2 separate regions of the Mus musculus genome follow, and region 1 is linked to region 2. A link is a contact called in public Hi-C data. All regions are on one chromosome and are shown on one strand. Each heading gives the region's core, a stretch centred on a gene start, on an enhancer-like site or on the middle of the called end of the contact. The rest is flanking DNA. Distances are from core to core; before and after follow the strand shown.

Evidence for each region. Hi-C and Micro-C count contacts between places; a contact is called where the count stands out from the background.
Region 1: a Hi-C map of cortical neurons shows a contact between it and region 2, with 2.1 times the contacts expected there. The contact joins two enhancer-like sites. A contact is called at or near these places in 8 of 484 Hi-C or Micro-C datasets (the C3H10T1/2 cell line, cortical neurons, embryonic fibroblasts and 4 more), 1 of 115 datasets of contacts at active chromatin or transcription factors (embryonic stem cells) and 1 of 9 other capture datasets (embryonic stem cells).

The regions. Positions count from the first base shown.
Region 1 is chr10:69,629,702-69,634,549 of GRCm38.p6, reverse strand. The region is part of intron 1 of Ank3 (ankyrin 3, epithelial); the gene reads right to left. Among named protein-coding and RNA genes, the nearest start is that of Gm33464, 69 kb to the right of the region's middle. Within about 2 kb of position 3,434, at least 10 of the 459 cell types and tissues checked have an H3K27ac peak or open chromatin away from gene starts, as enhancers often do. A contact at or near this core is called in cortical neurons, where this site is marked.
Region 2 is chr10:69,508,214-69,513,561 of GRCm38.p6, reverse strand. No RefSeq gene overlaps it. Among named protein-coding and RNA genes, the nearest start is that of Ank3, 23 kb to the left of the region's middle. Within about 2 kb of position 2,926, at least 10 of the 459 cell types and tissues checked have an H3K27ac peak or open chromatin away from gene starts, as enhancers often do. A contact at or near this core is called in cortical neurons, where this site is marked.

The DNA.
Region 1 (4,848 bases), core at 2,185-4,684, 120 kb before region 2:
TTCTTGTGCATTTTTAAAAAATTTACCACTAAGACCCCATATGAGGACTTTTACTAATGAGTTATACAATTCCAGGAAGTATCTGAAAGAATCTTACCCCTGGGTATACCCAGGGAACAGACCCTGAATTCCTGAACCCCGTGTAGGCTGTGTAAATTCTTATGGGTATCGCACAACAAAGCCCCACTTAGAGCTTCGAGCTGCTTGAAACAAGGGATGTATTTATACATTCACATTTGGTGATGAGCACAAGTCAATATACCCCCATTAGTCACACTTCACTGTGGCTATAGTGCAAGAAACTGCTGTGCAAGAAACTGCTTCACAAGAAGAAGGAGACTCTCCATTTCCATTCAAGAGAAGGAAGTGTCTCCAGCACAGAAGTATGGTGAGATGGAGGCAGGGATGAAGGGAGGCAGGGAGGCAGGGAAGCAGGGAGGCTGGAAGGTTGGGATGCAGGGAGGCTGGGAGGCAGGGAGGCTGGGAGGCTGGGAGGCTGAGAGGCTGAGAACCTTGGCCACCCAAGCCAAACACTCCTTCAATCTTTCCTTTGTCAGAAGAGAGTGGAAACAAAACAAAACAAAACCCTGAAGTCATTCCCTGGAATTTTATGACTTGATGGTAAAACTTGACAAAATGTTTTAATAATGGAGGCACTCCTGAGGGAAATCAAAACAAGAGAGGACTTAGAAGAGTGGACCAGGGGCCATCTGGAAGATCTGGGAAGCTCAGTTGTTCTGCTGTCTCTAATGGACTCAACAACTGGGGAGAGCTGAAGCTATCCCGGAGTTCTCATCCAGCAATTATGTTACAGAGGCATTACCTGACTATTCGATAGCGGAGATGGGAGGTATTAAAACCGAGGGCTCTTTCTCCTCCATCACATCACAGGCCACACCCTGCAGCCTTTGGTTTTCCTGAGCACTTCTGTAATTACACCGTAAAGGGGTCTCTTTATACGGAAGGCATAAAGCTGAGTAGACCAAGCTTGAACTGCTTGAAGGATGACCCAGAGACCACAGCAGTTGTCTTCATGAACACAGGCTAGGCCCCAAGCTTCCAATTTCCAGATATGCACGTGTTCTTCGTTTATAAAGATTAGGTCGAAATGTAACTGTGTGTCTTTTGCATTCAATAACATAGCTCAGGATACCCAACTGATGCCATGACTTCTGCATTCACTAACATAGCCCAGGACACCCAACAGATGCCATGACATGTCTCAGGTGGTCAGATGCACCCTGACTATACTCAAAAACTCGAAAGTCCATTTAAGAACGGGTGTGATCTTCCCATCATGCTCACCCGAAAGCACCGAGCCATCAACTTGACTGAATGGATGACTTCTTGACCTCAACTTCACATGCCAAGGACAAGTGTAGTGACTGAAAACCCATGGATACATGCAGACATTTTCCTTGAGTCAGCAGAGACTAGGGAGGGGGTGAGCAACAGAGGCATGATGCATTTCCTGTTCCTATGGAAACCGAGACGTGTGATGCACAATACACAGAGTTTAAGTGAATTTTAAAATGAATGTTACACAGAAGTTTCAACCGTGCTGTACTTGGGGAGCAACAGAAATTCAGTACTCACTGGGAATTTACAAAAAAATCCGAGAGAGGGGGTGGGAGAGATGCCTCTCGGTCCAGAGAGCTTCTTGTTCTTCCAAAGGACCTGGGTTCTGTTCCCGGCATCAGGTGGCTCACAGCTGCCTGTTCTGCCATCTGTGGGCACCCACACACATGTTGTATGACACACATGCACACAAACATGAATAAGAAGGGGGGAGCCCACGTAATAGAGATGGGGTGGGGTCAGGAAGAGTACTTTTGTGGGAACAGGGGTTAATCTACAGATACAAAGTCTTCCGCGGCCTACTAATGCCACGGGGGAGGGCCAATCAGCCTTTCCTTCTATTACTTATGTCCCTCAGCAGAGGATGAAGCCAAGGAGAGCCAGTGATGGAGAAAGGTGGTCAGTGTCCACCCAAAAGCTAGCCTGTGAGAGATGGGAACAGTGGATATAAATGGGAAAAAAAAAACCCAAAACCTTTCTCAGCTTCATATGCACAACATCAGGGATGAATCCAGGGCGTGTGAAGGCTGATCACGGGGTCTACTGGTTCCTGCTTTGGCCTAGACTATTTAAAAACAAACAAAAAAATCTTTTAAAATACATAACCTACCTGAATAAGAATCCCTGTGTGTTATAGGTAGCAGGGCATCTGGTATAAATGTAAAAATCTGTAAGTATGTAATTATGGTTTAAAGACTACATGTTTACCTTGGGGTGGGGAAGCCTCTCTCCTCTCTCCCTTTGTCCTCTGCCCCTGACTCCTTTCTCTGATGTTTTTTCTACTTGTAGAAAAAAATATATATACCGATATGAAATCAGACTCTATTTCTGACAGTAGGGTATATGAGAGGGCCACACACACTTTATATAACTAAAACTACCTCAAAAAGAAACCTTTTCTGGTATGGTCAGGCCCCAAGCTCCCTGTCTTGCCTTTTGAAAGTATATGTTACTCAGGAGCTGCCACTGAAGTCGACTTAAGAAAAATTTTCAAATAAATAAATAAATAAATAAATAAACCCTCCCAAAACTAGAGGCAGATTGAAAATAGCAGGTCTGGAGAGATGGCTCAGCGTTTAAGACGTTGCTCTCCCAGAGAACCCCGGTTTAATTCCCAGCAACCAACATGGCAGCTCACAACTGTCTGTAACTCCAGTGACAGGGCATCCATGCCCCCTCACACAGACATACATGCAGGCAAAAGACTAATGCACATTAAAAATAATAAATCATTAAAAAAATTTAAAAAGGAGCAAAACACAGCATAGTCACCCATGTGTCAGATGCCAAGGGAAAGTGACACCAGGTGACCCCAACCTCAATCATGTTTCTATGAGAGCAAATGGCCACCTACCAACAGAATCCTCGGGGAAAGATAAACATGTGACCAACTGCAGCAGGCCAAGCTGTGCTGCATGGCCACTTTATATAAATCCAAGCTGAAAATATTAACCAATGTAACCATGGTTACTGGTTAGAGATAAGAGCTTCTATTTCTTTCTTTCTTTTTCTTTCTTCTTTTCTTCCTTTCTTTTTTTTTGTTTTTTGTTTTTTGTTTTGTGTGTGTGTGTGTGTGTGTGTGTGTGTGTGTGTATGTGTCTGTGTTCATAAAATCTGGCTTTGGTTTGTCACATCAGCTCTTTAAACCTGTTCTAGCCTTCTTCCAGAATCAAGAAGATGCCTCGAATTTCACCCATTTAAGACAAAAGTGAGTTTATTTCTGTACTATGCACATTTTTTTCCCTCCTATCCCAAGGGAATGCATTTGGACAAATCCCTCTGGGAAAGAGACTGCAGGAATCATTTCCATACGAAGCCCTCACAGTCAGCAGATCAGCAGATGAAGCCTGTTGTCAAGGATTTTTTTTTTTCTCTCAGAAGACGAACTCTTACCAAGTGACAAACACTCCCAGTTACATGCTAAGAACATCTTCAGTCCTCCCAGATTCTAGCCATCCACCATCAGAATGCCCTGACCCATCTTCTCTCCGCCTCCCCAACTGGCTCCTGGCATGATTTACTTTCGCTAAGATTTGGTTCCATAGCAACCAGGAAGGCAACGAGCCTGCAGTTCAGCTCACCAATGACATTTTTTAAAGTTAGAGTTTTAAAACACCAAGACTACCTCTCCACATGACGGCAGACAAGAAAGCCAAAAGGGAAACAAGGAAACAAAGCTAAAAAAAAAAAAAAAAAAACCCATACAACAGGATGCAAACAGTTTCCTGTGTGGGCTTGTAGTTTCAATCCGAAGCTATGGAATGAAACGATGCTTGGATCTCTGCTGTGGGTGTCTCTATTAGGCTCTCAGAATCAACTGGCTTAATAACGTCCTTTTAAAAAGAGGATTTTACCAGCTGGGTGGTGATGACTCACACCTTTAATCCCAGCACTTGGGAGGCAGAGGCAGACTGATCTATGTGAGTTCGAGACCAGCCTGGTCTACAAAGCCAGTTCCAGGACAGCCAGGACTGTTACACAGAGAAACCCTGCCTCAAAACCCAAACCAAACCAACCAAACAAACAAACAAACAAACAGAAAGGACATCACCTGAACCTCTGAATTTGGACTCTAGAATGATCTTAGTCATGCAAAAGCGAGGGAGGGAAACGGGGTTTGTAGAAGAGAGGGATAGCTCTGAGACCCCACAATGCTGAGATTAGTGACGGTCAAGACACCCTGATGATGTGACTTACGTTCTTATGGGCTTGATGGCAACACAATTCGCCTGGGCGTCACTAAATCCCTACTGGAAATAAGAAGTTTGACGGATTGCATTTGGAGAATGATTAACAGTCAGAAATACAAAGAAACTGTCCCAGATAAAACAGAGTTTCATTTTGAACTTCAATCTCCTACCCATGGCTATCCTGCTATTACTCACTATACCACTCACTGCAAAAAAGTATGTACACATTCTTGCTAAATGCTTCTCATGAAGCTTACAGAGGTGACTTCCAAACTGGCAGCAAGAGTATTGAATTGACAGCCAAGCACTAAGATACAAGTCACCTTGATAGCAAAACTAGTATTTTGTGGAACCTATCAGCCCGTTACTCAGTGAACCCTCTGGGGATGCAGCAGGGATAGCAGACAGCAAGAACAGGAGTTATAGCTGAATTCAAATCAACAATTTAAAGGAATGTGTGTGTGTGTGTGTGTGTGTGTGTGTGTGTGTGTGTGTGTGTGAGATGGTTTGTATATGCTCCACCCAGGGAGTGGCACGATTAGAAGTCATGACTTCATTGGAGTAGGTGTGTCACTGTGGG
Region 2 (5,348 bases), core at 1,677-4,176:
ATAGAGCCGGCCATTCAAATTGTTACTCAGTGGACTTCTTTAACTGATGAATGATGATAAGTTAAAACAAAGTTTGTGTTTGCCCCAAGATGCTGCCAACGAACAAGTCAGGGGAGGTAAATATCAAGGCGGATTGACAGCTCCCATTTGATACCCCCCCACCCCCTCTTTTTTTTTCAGATAATTCTTCAGTTTAAGACCCTTAACCTTCTTAATATTCCTAACAGCACACATTCAATACCACACTCAGCATTTCTGCTAAGACAGTCAGAAAGGGAGAGGGGGAATAGACATCAATAGAAATGCGTGGATTTTTACTGGCACACAGATGACTAATGCAAATAAGACTGTCACACTTCCGCTGTCCCCATCCTGCACATGAGGTTGCATCCTACACATTGTGTGTTTGCTTAATGATAATGCATGGAGAACTTTCAAATGCTTGAAATAGTGTCGTGGTAATTACTGAATCTCAAATGGGGATTTCTACCCTGCCTTTGATTGTTCGGTTCCCAGACTACAGACAAAACAACTTTTATATTTATTTATTTATTTATTTATTTTCCCACATTTTGTATTAGATATTTTCTTCATTTACATTTCAAATGCTATCCCAAAAGTCCCCTATACCCTCCCCCCGCCCTGCTCCCCTACCCATTTATTCCCACTTCTTAACTTTTATATTTATGATAAGCCTTAATCAGCACTAGAGCTGGGCAGATATCTACTCTCTAAGCTATTATGTCTACTTCCCCATCAATAACCTTGATATTACAACTTGCCATGTTCCATCTGGGCTGCTCTTACTCTAATTGGCCATGTTTTCATGGCTCACCTACCCCATAGTGTCTCTCCTCTCTCTACCTTCTTCTCTTCTTGTGATCTCCTGCCTCAGACTCCAAGCCCAGGAACCAAAACCTCACCTATCTCTCTCGTGCCCAGCTGTAGGCTCTCGGCATCTTTATTCACCTATTAGGGATAATGTAGGGGGAGGCAAGGTTACATAGCATCATTTGGGTCTACATGAGAATCTCCTCATCCCTGGGGGCAATTGGTGCCAATGTTTAGCATTACAACACATAGCAACAGACTAAGCCTCAACAAAATATATCTGTAATAAGCTGGGAAATGATCAACTACTCCAGGCTCATGATTGACACGGAAATGAAGATACAACTCAAGTAGTTCACGATTATATTTAGCGAATAGAGCAATGTTACACATGGAAAAATGTTGCCTTATCCACACGGGCAAACCCCAGTCCTGTCCCTATCTGTCTTAGTTAGGGTTTTACTGCTGTGAATAGACCATGACTAAGGCAACTCTTATAAGGACAACATTTAATTGGGGCTGGCTTACAGGTTCAGAGGTTCAGTCCATTATCATCAAGGTGGGAGCATGGCAGCATCCAGGCAGGCATGATGCTGGAGGAGCTGAGAGTTCTACATCTTCATCTGAAGGCTGCTAAAAGAATACTGACTTCCAGGCAGATACAATGAGGATCTTAAAGTCCATGCCCACAGTGACACACCCACTCCAACAGGGCCACATCTTATAGTGCCACTCCCTGAGTCAAGCATATACAAAACATCACAAACAGCACGTCCTCTTAACCTCTGAGCCATCTCTCCAGCTCCTCTCGTGGTCTTTAAGTTGACTGGGCATTAGATATGTACTTTACGTAAATATTACGTGTGAAAGTACATGATTGCACCAAGCATTGAAGCTCACAACTGGACTCCCAGCCCTTGGCAGGCAAGTTGCAGGCCAGCCTGAGCTACATAAATTGTTCAAAGCCAGTGGACCTACATAATGAGTTTAAGGACAACTTAGGCTACACAGTGTGTTTGTGGTGAACCTGAGCAATATAGTAAGACTCTGTCTCGATAGATAGATAGATAGATAGATAGATAGATAGATAGATAGATAGATAGACAGATAGACAGATAGACAGACAGATAAAGAGATGCATGGATGGATAGATGCATACATACTTACATGCATACATTTATACATACCACACAGGTAAAAAATATATTTTAAATATATTATATTGATTTATTTTTTTTAATGTGTGTTTTGCTACATATGCCTGCTGCCCCTGGTGGTAAGAAGAGGGCATTGGATCTCCTAGAACTAGAGTTATTAGATGTTGTAAGTCACTATCCAGATGCTGGAACCGAGCCCAGGTCCTCTGAAAGAGCAGCAGGTGCTTTTAACTCCCAAGACATCTCTCCATCCTTTAAATATACATTTTTGAAGTTAGTTAGTATGTTATAGAAATACCCCTTAATTTTTTAGAAAAAAAATTAATCCACAGTACATAAAAAACATTCAATCTAAATTGGGAAAAATTCTGGCCTTAAAAATCCAACTATTTAAATAAACTCATTAAAACTCTTATTAGATAATTGAAAGCCAATGTGAATAATACACGTTATATGCATATATGAAACTGTTAAAAATTAAAATGAGAAGAATCAACCAAACAAACAAACAAAAAGAAACTCTCATAGACACCTTATCTCTTCCATGCATCCTGGAAACAGATCATTTGATAGAATGTTGTTTTACAGACCCCTGGTAGACCAGAAGGCTAGATTCTCCAAATTTATGGGGCATACATATATATGTAAGTTTTTTTAACCAGTAAATTATAAAAAGATTATTTACATAAAACATTGACTCCGTATCACATAAAAAGATTCACAGTGAATATAGTTTTTTTCTGATTTAAAAAGAATGCTGCTATTTAAATGCCTTCTTCAAACATTTTAGCATTCCCACCCACTAAAGATAGCCCCCAAAATGTGGGAAGACAAAATTGTTAAGCCAACTGTTCTTTTGCAGACACGTAGACCAGGGGCCTGGGAAGCAGAAACTCTGAGGAGATGACTGGAACAACCTTGCGGGGGGTGGGAGGGAATCTTTGTGAATTCCTCCTCCTGTCAAGCAGTTCCTGCTCTTCCCCGACTGGGAAGCACTAAGATTAGAAATGACAAACAAGACAGAAACCAAATCACGTTGGCTGCCAAGCTGTCACACCAGGAACACAATGTAGAGATCCCGTGGCCATGTTTGGTTCATCTTCCCATTAGCAATCTATACACCGTTGATGCACCAATGTGCCGAGCATCCTTCGGCTGGACTTTCTCAGCTGCTTCTCTGTTCAGGGGACGACTCTGAAAGATGCACAGGGGCCAAGGAAGAGATAGGCAGGCTCACACTACTCTGTCCTTCCGATTTTTGGTATATGTGTTGTCATAGTACCATATCCCAGTAATCCACAGGTTGAAGCAGGAGGATTACCATGTGTATAAGTGAGTCTGGGCTATAAAAGTAGGAGTGGAGGTAGAGGGAGAAAGGAGAGTGGGAAGGGGGAAAGAGGGAGAGAAAGAGGGAGGGGAGAGACGGGGAGGGGAGGAGGATAGGGAGAGACAGAGACAGAGAGACAGAGACAAAGAGAAAAACCCCTGCTTAGGACAGAGGCACCAGATTACATGATGTCATTCCCCATCTCTGCCACTGCCACACCCACCCTTTCCTCCAGTGTCATTTCTGTCACTGAAATCCTACACAGTGTTGATGCTGTGACTCAGTAGAATATTTGTATCCATGCATGAAGCCCTAGGCTCAGTACCCAATACCATATAAAGCACACACCCCTGTAACGGCAGCATTTGGGAGGCAGATGCAGGAGGATCGTCCTCTGCTGCACAGTGAGTGTGCGGGCAGTATGGGAAACATGAACCACCAGGAAAAGAGAGAAAGAGAAAGCATCCTGCATGGCCCTCAAAACTCAGCCTGCAGCTAAGCTCCACGGGATACAGAATTTCCATGGTCTCCTGAGACGCTGAATTCCATCTTCCCTCACACGATCATGGGTAGTAAGCGCACAAGATAGATGGTGAGTAGAACTCTCATTCCAAGACCAGAGTTCAGTTCATAGGAAAAGGGTGATGCCCTGGCCATGCCTCCATACCATGTCACCTCGAGGGGAGCAGAACTCTACTCCCCTCTACTCTACAGACAGTCAAAGGACCGCAGGTGCAGGACAGCTTCAGTTGGCTTTGCAATTTCTTGGAACTCCATTCTGCTAAGAATAAGATCTCTCAACATGTTTGGTGGTTTAAAAATAACAAGAAAAAAAAACCCCACAATGTTCTTTTTTCTTTTTTTCTTTTTTTCTTTTTTTATAAGAACTGAAGCAATTGTCTGTATTTCCTGTTTACTTTCCTAATTCTTATCAGAGTCCCTGGAACGTTGTCCTTGCTTCTGGGTTTTAGTCAGAAAGATGCTCCAGCAGTATCTGGGAGATGAGGCTTTAGAACATGGAACAGAAAGCTAATCCTGTTATTGACGATGACTTAGAGAGGTCTTTGTTTGAAACTCAAATCTTGAAACCTAGATAAAAAGCTAGGCAGGAACGTGTGCCAGGGCTGAGGAGACAAAGGGGGGTGGGTTCAGGACCCCAGCTTAGCCTACTTGCTGAGTTCCAAGGCAGATTCTGTCTCTAAAGACAATGTGGGACTGATGGTATGGTAAGGGCACTGACTACAAAGCTTGACAACTTAAAAACCAATGCCCACAAGTTGCCTTTGACCTCTAGGTGTGTACAATGGCACACATTCATGGTTGCAGATACATCACATACACACACACAAATAAATAATTAAAAAGATGTAGATGGCTCCAGAGGAACCAGACCTGAGCTAGTGGAGTGATAACCAGTGTTGCCCCTCTGACGTCCATGTGTGTGATATGTACACTGAACATACACACATGCATTTATACCCCTAAGAACACCAAGACACAAACCAATCAGCAATCCAGCAACATTGTATCAAAACATAATGATGTGCCCGGCATCTTGGTGCACGCCTTTAATCCCAGCACTTGGGAAGCAGAGGCAGGCAGATTTCTGAGTTTGAGGCCAGCCTGGTCTACAGAGTGAGTTCCAGGACAGCCAGGGCGACACAGAGAAACCCTGTCTCGAAAAACCAAAACCAAAAACAAAACAAAACAAAACAAAAAACAAAAACCATAATGATGTGAGACATCAGGACAGAGTATCAACTCAACTCACTTACTACTACACAATTTAAATGTAGCCAGGCCAACCATCAGATCATCTGTGACAGACAGCATGGCAGACAGCTTTATCACCAACATCCTCAATTTTGGCAATATTCATAAACTCATGTAGTGGTTTCTCTTCTTTTAAGGTAAACTTTTCCCTTTACTTTATGAATTACTTTATGAGTTACTTGGCAAAATGAAGTAGAACAAATGGACCCTTCATTATATTACTGTTTCTTTATATAAGAAAGAAAATATCTCCTTTGAAA